Regions from separate parts of the Rattus norvegicus genome. Here region 2 is linked to region 1. A link is a contact called in public Hi-C data. All regions are on one chromosome and are shown on one strand. The core of a region is the stretch at or near the end of the contact, and the rest is flanking DNA. Distances in the headings are between cores, read along the strand shown.

Region 1 (3,820 bases), core at 397-2,896:
CTTTGCCTCTCCCATGAGGACTGTCTGTAAGGCCTCTGAAAGAGAAAGGCTATGAATTAGGTGGGGCATGTCATTCCATACCAGAGACTCAAGGAGAAAGAGGGAGTGACCTGGGCACTGGGTTTATCATGCTCTTTGTTGAGGGTCTCTTCCCAGTCCTGTCAAGTCAGAGCTTGGATTGGACTATGCTGTGCTAGACTCTGGCAGGGAAATGCTGGCAGATGATCCCACCTGTGCAAGGCACCTGGGAAGCCGCGTTCACAGACATGCGCACACGGAACAGCAGCTATGAGGGGTGGAGGGCAGGAGGATTGGGTTAGAGTTTCAGAGTCTGGAAAGATAAAAAGTTCTGAAGATGGTGGTGATGGTTGCATGACGGAGAGAGAGAGAGGGAGAGAGAGAGAGAGAGAGAGAGAGACAGAGAGAGGGAGAGAGAGAGACAGAGAGAGAGACAGAGAGAGAGACAGAGAGAGAGACAGAGAGACAGAGACAGAATCAATGTGAATGCATGTACATGAGCGTGAGCATGCATGCATATGTGTATGTGTGAATGTATGTGTGAGAGTGTGAATGCCTGTGTGTGAATGTGTATGTGTGGGTATGTGAGTGTGAATGTGTGTGCATGTGTGAATATGAGTGTATGAATGTGTATAGATCACATGTCTGTGTGAGTACATACATATGTGAGCCTGTGCGAATGTATAAGTATATATGTGTGTAAGTGTACATGTGAGTGTGTGAATGCATGTAAGTGTGCATGTGTGTCTGTGGTATATTTGTAGGTGGTACATGCATGTGAGTGTATGGGTGGGTGTACCTGTGCACACATACAGAAAGAAGCTGCAGCAGGATGTCAGGCATCTCTATGAGCCTCTGCCTTTCTGCTTTGAGACAGGGCCTCTCTCTCCCTGAACTGGAAGCTTGCTGTTTCAATTATGCTGGCAGGCTAGCAAGCTTTCAGGATCTGCATGTCTCCGCCTCCAGGAGGCTGGGTTACCACAGCATGCACAGCCATGCTCAGCCTTTGGAACTCTGGGGAACTGAACTCAGAGCCTCCCACTTGGCAGACCAAGCACTCTACCTGCTGAACCATCCCTCTAGCCCACATGTGAATGTTTTTTAATGTCATTGAGTTAGCTCAAAATGGCTTATGTAATCATTGCTACTTATGTTTTGTCACAATTTAGGCAGCACAAGCTCAGAAGGGAGTTGAAGGCTGTTGAATGAATGAGTGAGTGAGTGAGTGAGGAGTTAAGTAGGTGGACTCCAGAGCTTGGAGCCTGCTGGGAGATTTTGGAATTGTGAAGCCAGGTCACAAACCACAGCCTGGAGGGTGGGTGGCTCCAGGCTTCTGCTCAGTCCCCTCACTCTGACAGGTCTGCAGAGTAATCCAGTGATGGTTTCCAAGCCTGACCTCCCCCGCCCCCATCCAAACTGCATCTGGGGTTTGCGCTGACTCTGACTCAGGAGCTCCCCAAGGCCCTGACTAATTTTCTTGGGAGGTCAGTATGGGACAGAGCCACTGCTGGGAGGAAAACATCAAGTTCTGCAGCAGAGAACCATGGCTGGATCTTGGCTGGGCATGGTGTGCCAGGAAGGGCAGCTAAAGGCCTGAGGAGAAGTCTGGCAGAAAAGGCTGTTCCACTCATCCTGAGAGTGAGCCACACGCTTCGGAAGTATCACGTTAAGGAGATGAATCACACACTGACTCAAGAGAGGGGGCGGCCGAGTTGTAAATCAGAGCAATGGCTTTTACTTGTCAGAAAGGTACAATAAATAACATCTCCTTGTGCCACTTAACAAAAGAGAGTGGGAGGGAGAAAGGCAGGCCAAGCTCGCAGGAGGGCTGTGGAGTTATGAAGGCAGGGGCAGCCTCGGGGCTTTTTCAGGATACTCCAGTTACTACACACACACACACACACACACACACACACACACACACACACACACACACACACACACACACCATGTTTTTTCTTCCAAGTGTCCAGAGCCCTGGGCTGTAAGAAAATGCCAGAGCTATCCAGTACTGGTCACTAGGTGAGTCCTGTTTTATGAGCACAGTATTCTCTTGCTGGCAACATCATGAATGGGGGGTTTCTTCTTCAGAATGGAAGGGGCTTGCCCAAAGCCCATAGAGGGCAAAATTCTCTTGGGAAGAAAGGTGAATTCAAAATTGGTGTAAGTCATTGTCTTACCTGTGGGCTGCCAGGGCAAGTGGCTAGATGCCCCGGGTGACAGAAATGAGTTCTTCTAAATGACGTGTGTTGGGGGCTGGGGGCTATGGCCACAGTCTATTCTTGGATTTAGAATCAGACTCCTTGGGGTTTCTAGGACTTCAAAGTAGAAGGCTGCCTTGCATTGCTGGGAACAGGCAGAGAAAGATGGGGATTCTGGGTCAGGCAGGGGCACCCAGCACGTGACCCACTCAGGCCTTGTTGCTCTGGGCAACTAGAACACTGAGAGGCAGCTCTGCTGCCAGAATAGTGTCTTTGGGGGAAGCCAAAGACCTGCTTCTCCTGCTAGTGACGCCCTGTGAGAGAGCCATTAGTTACCCATGGCTATGAAAATGTAGCTGGCTACATGTCCTTCTAAAGTACACAGTGGTTTTCAAGTGTTTAATAGGGAACGAACAGTGTGAGCTTGGGTGAGTTTTCATATTGACCACGTAGAGAAGCAACACACACTTTAGGTATATTCCATTAAGGAAAATGTAGTATTAAAATTAGGTTCAAACAGTTCCTTCTACTCTTTTTAATGTGACTACCAGAGCATTTAAAAGTATACATGCAGTTTGCATCTGTGACTCATGTTATATCTCCACTGGGCAATCCAAGTGTGAGAGCTGGCACCCTACAGAGAAAGCAACCACTCCTGACCCACAGTTCTGACATCTAGGCTAGTGGAAAGCTCACACACATACTCTGGGCATTTGCCCAGATTCGATGGAAACTTTCCAAACTGTAAGGGTCCAGGAGAGAATATAACAGCATGGATAGGTGTAATCCCACCTCTGGCTGGGGCACTTGACTGACAAGTGTGTGGCCTGGAGTCAGGCCTCTCACATTTCCATGTCTCCTCCACACCACTGTGTATGCAGAAAATGTTTTTTAGTATCCACCATCTCAGCACAGACAGGCTCATAAATAGAGGGGCAAGTGTATTTATTTGTATTTGGGGTGTGTGTGTGTGTGTGTGTGTGTGTGTGTGTGTATCTGTCTCTGTGTGTATTTTTCTGTGTGTATATACATCTGTGTGTGTTTCTGTATGAGAGTGTGTATGTGTCTGGATGAGTGTCTGTGCCTGTGTGTGTTTCTGTATGTGTATGTATGTCTCTGTGTTTGTCTGTCTGTCTGCATGCCCTCCCCCTCTGTGTGTGTGTGTGTGTGTGTGTGTGTGTGTGTGTGTGTACAAGTGCCTAAACCTGTGAATCCAAGTGCAGAGGCCAGAGGTCAATGTCAAGTGTCTTTCTCAATTACTGTCTCTCACTGAATCTAAAACCTGCCATCTCAGCTAGACAGGCTGGCTGGCCAGCAAGCCCTTGATCTGCCTGTCCTCAGACACAGAAAGGACTGAATTTACTTGGGCACTGGGAATTCAAACAGCAAGACATTGAACCATCCCCTCGGCCCCTAAGAGGGCGCAGGCTGATACTCTCTGGAGGTATTTGAATAAACTCCATCAAAACTCTACAGCCTAAATAAAACCATACTAAACAGCTGTCTCAGCAGAGACACATGGAAGAAACACAAATCAAGCCCTCCAAAGATTTGAACAACATTGTGATTTATTGACAGCAATCCTCCAAGAAGGCTACAGA
Region 2 (3,820 bases), core at 450-2,949, 39 kb before region 1:
GCCTTTGCCCTCCAGTTAATCTCTCTGAACTTCAGGTTAATTTTACACCTGCAAAATGGATTAGTGCCCCAGGTAGAATTAAGGAATCAGTTGGCATTACAGAGCACAGAACATGTGGCCCAGAGAAGGTAAGAGTGACTGAACAAAGAGTCAGCTCTGGGTAAATGCTTCTGGATCAGGGCCAGGCTGGTGTTGGACACCATTGATGGCCACTCACCCCATGCTGAGGGGTATGGCACAGAGAAGCTGTGGGCCATGCGCATAACTTAGAAAGACATCCAGACCCCCAATCTAGTCAGCATTGGAGTAGAGAGGGAGCCAAAAATTACAGGGAAGATGCTGTACTCCAAGAAAGAGAAGGGAAGGCTCAGCATGGCTGGGCAGGTGGTGGTGACAGGGAGCCTCATCCGGGGCAAACTGATGGCATCTGGCAGCCTGTGAGAAGAGGAAAATGTTCACTGACATGATGGTTAATGTTGCCGAGTCTCTAGAGTGGAGGATGAGAAGGGAGTTGAGGACCATGCCTGTGGCAGAAAACAGTAACTAAAGCATTTAAATTGAGGAGTGTGAAGAAGAGGTTTGATCTAGACACACACCTGCTATCCCAGAACTCTGAGAGGCCAAGGCAGGAGGATGGAGAGTTCTAGACCAGCCTGAGGTATTTACAACCCTGTCTCAAAACAAAAGAAAACAAACACACACAAAACCAGAGGCTAGAGTGCTTGTGGTGTCCTTCCATGAGATCAGCTGAGCATTGGCCGATCTGCTCCAGAATCAACTACGCTGTACTCAGTCATTTGCAGGATGAAGATCTCTTTCAAGCATTCTGGGGTCTCCAACATAACTACATCTACAAGAACTCCTTTTGGAAAGTAGAGTAGTTTAAGCCTCCTTTAACTAATGAGAAACCTAAGGCCCAGGGCAGGCAAGATTGCTCAGTGGGTAGAGGTTTTTGTCAGGGAGCCTAAAATCCTGAGCTGGATTCCTTGGACCCACATGGAGAAAGAGAGAACAGATTCATACAACTCTTCTTTCACTTCCACACATGCACTGGGGCATGTGTCCCCACAATAAATGAAATAAAAATGAAATTAATTTACAAAAAAAAGACTTAAGCCTCAGAAAGTCATGTTGTGCCCCACATTGCTAACAAAGCAGAAACTGGAAGCTAGCCACCAGTAGCTTCTAGGCAGCACCCACTGCTTGGAATCCTACCATCATGAGCCCTTGGGGCATATCTGACACACAGTAACCTATGTCAGCATTTGTGATAGTGGTGAGGATGACAGAGGTAATGTCGATCACTATGATGAGGACAGGCATGGAGACCACATTCCTTGTTTGACTTAATCTATTTGACATCGTTATAAGGAAGGAGTCACCATCTCCTAGCTATGGGGAAGCTTGACCCCACCTGTATGGGGCTTTGTGGGGTGTCTGGAGCTAAGCCTCGGCTACCCATGCCAGTCCCATCTTGGAGCTCATTCGGATAGAAGCAACCAAGCCCCAATCCTATCCTTCCTCTATCTCCCATCATGCTTCCCTCCTCTCTCATGGGGTTGGAGCGCTGCGTGGCTCTCTTCAGCCCTGTAATTTGGGACTCAGGCATTGCTGGAGAATGAAGCCCATCTCTCCTTCTCCGCCGACGCGAAGGGAGCTGGGTGACAGCAGATGAAGGAAGTCTGTGCTGCTCCACAACCACCCACATGCTCTCTAAATTCACCGCCAGACAAAGTCGGCTCTTTGTCTTGGAGCCTCCCTCCCTCCCTGCCTGCCTGCCATTCATGCACTGGGAGGTTTTGCTTCCAATAAGTGGAGGCTGGAGGGGGGAAAAAAAGCAAGCAGGAGAGGAGGAGAGAAAAGCAGGGAGAGGGGGACAAGACAACATTGAATCAGACCCAACTTAGCCTCACTGTCAAAGTGACAGCTCGTGGAAATGATTTGTAGACTGCTGTGCTAGGAGACACTGTCTCCAAGGAGGCCCCTCTCTGTGAGCCGCTAGGTACCAAGTACAGCATCTGTGAGCCTGTGAATGTCACCTAGACCCTTTGTGGGCTGTGGAGGAGTGCTAAACTCCACCCTAGAGCCCAGGCTCTGAGCCTTCATGGTGGCTGTCCTGTGTAACACAGCCCAGCTGCGGTGGTGCCCATCTCTGCTCTCATAAAACTGTGGCAGGTGCCTGATGTCCTAGCTCACCTAGTTCTTCGTACCACTAGAAACCGGGCCACACCTGGCCAGGTGACATTGTGCCACCTGCAAGGTATCTCGAGATGCACTTCTCATCTGTAATCTGAGGGCTGAGCTCTAGGTTATGCTCCAGCTTCAGTCTACATCAGACATCCATTACAGGCATACGTGGTGTGAAGACCAGCATTTCCAGAGCCATGCTGGTTTCTCCCCTGAGTGGATGCTCAAAGAAGACTGAGCCAGTGTTCTTGAGCAGTCCCGAGGCAAAGGAAGAGCCACAGTGCTGCCTTTCTCCACACAGGGTTGGCTGAGGTGCCTTTGACCTTGGTTACTGTCTCCTCTCAGACCTGGTGTCCAACCTCATTGTTTCCTTGGATACCAGCCATGAACTCTGCTGGGAAGAACTGAGGCTCTTACTCCTGGCTCCTCAGTGAGGACGCCCACTTAGTGGCACAGACTTTAGAATCTTATCCACCTCTACTGGGAAGGTCCTATTCACGAGCCGTGTGGCTTGACCTGGTTTCCCCTTGGCCAGGTGGAATACAGGGTGACATCAGGAAGTCTGAGGGATCATGGGCACTGAGCAGGTGCCTAGCTTGATCTCCCGCCATCTCCTGCTGCAGTGCCTTCCCTGAGCCCCTCCCACCTCCTTTCATATCTCCGATGAGACCTGTTCCAGCTATGACTCTGAGTTAGAAGCACCTATGTGCTACCAAAGGGCTCAAGGCACACCTTTCTCTTTGGGCCCAGAGACCTAGGCTGAAGGGTCCATTGTGTCTCTGGACCCCAGGTCCCACTGACCTTGGAATGTCACAGAAGTCATTCACGGCAGCTCGCTTGGCCCCTAGGCATCCTCCACCCTGCCAAGGTCACATGGCTAATTAAACAGAAGATGGGGCATGGAATGCAGCCCAGAAATCCTGTATGACAACTACAATTTAATAAGGGTCATCAATACAGTTCCCTGTGGCCTTGCTTACCACAAGAGAGCCTCGGGCTTATGGCAACATTGGGAAAGTGAATAGCTCCAGAAAAGGGGCTTTTTTAAAATGGGGAGATGTGTGATGCTCTGTAGTCCTAAAGTCGAGCAGACATCTCTAACATGCTGGACCCCTAGACTCCAATCTGTTACTCTGCTCTCTGGCATGTCCCTGTGAACATAAACTCTATGAAGAAGGAACTTCCAGTCATGTGACTTGATCAAGGCCACAGCTGCTAATGCTGGGGTCCCTCCTGGGAGGGCAGGTCTTCTCTACTCTGGCCTGACCTGGGCAGTCAAAGGAATGGATGTCCTATTGGAGCCAGCTCACCCAGCCTTTGCTCCTGGGAAGGGTGCAGTGGGGAAGACTAGGTTCCTCGTCTGCAGGAGATTGTGGGAGTAGGAAAGGCTCTCAGTGTTTCTGGAGACAGAGCCAGGCTGCTGCCTGGGCTTCCTGGACTCTGGCCAAGGCTTCAGACTGCACAGACATGATGGGAGGTTTTGCTGGATCTGTCCTCAGGAATCATTGACTCTCTGGTTTCTAGTCCTAGTGCAGGTCCTGGGCACTATGCCAGGCAGTTCAAGGACATCTGCTCAGAACATTGACTCTACTTGAAGATGTAAGGGAGAAAAAAAAAAACATTTAAAACAAAC

The links. A called contact is a pair of places that touch in the nucleus more often than the background predicts.
Region 2: a contact with region 1 is called in a Hi-C map of Schwann cells, with 2.2 times the contacts expected there. The contact joins two enhancer-like sites. A contact is called at or near these places in 3 of 12 Hi-C or Micro-C datasets (Schwann cells, frontal cortex and mammary epithelial cells).

Annotation. Positions count from the first base shown.
Region 1 is chr5:138,806,312-138,810,131 of GRCr8, reverse strand. It overlaps a transcript of Hivep3 not described here. Among named protein-coding and RNA genes, the nearest start is that of RGD1563049, 55 kb to the right of the region's middle. Within about 2 kb of position 1,646, at least 40 of the 93 cell types and tissues checked have an H3K27ac peak or open chromatin away from gene starts, as enhancers often do. A contact at or near this core is called in Schwann cells, where this site is marked.
Region 2 is chr5:138,845,525-138,849,344 of GRCr8, reverse strand. It overlaps a transcript of Hivep3 not described here. Among named protein-coding and RNA genes, the nearest start is that of RGD1563049, 94 kb to the right of the region's middle. Within about 2 kb of position 1,699, at least 45 of the 93 cell types and tissues checked have an H3K27ac peak or open chromatin away from gene starts, as enhancers often do. A contact at or near this core is called in Schwann cells, where this site is marked.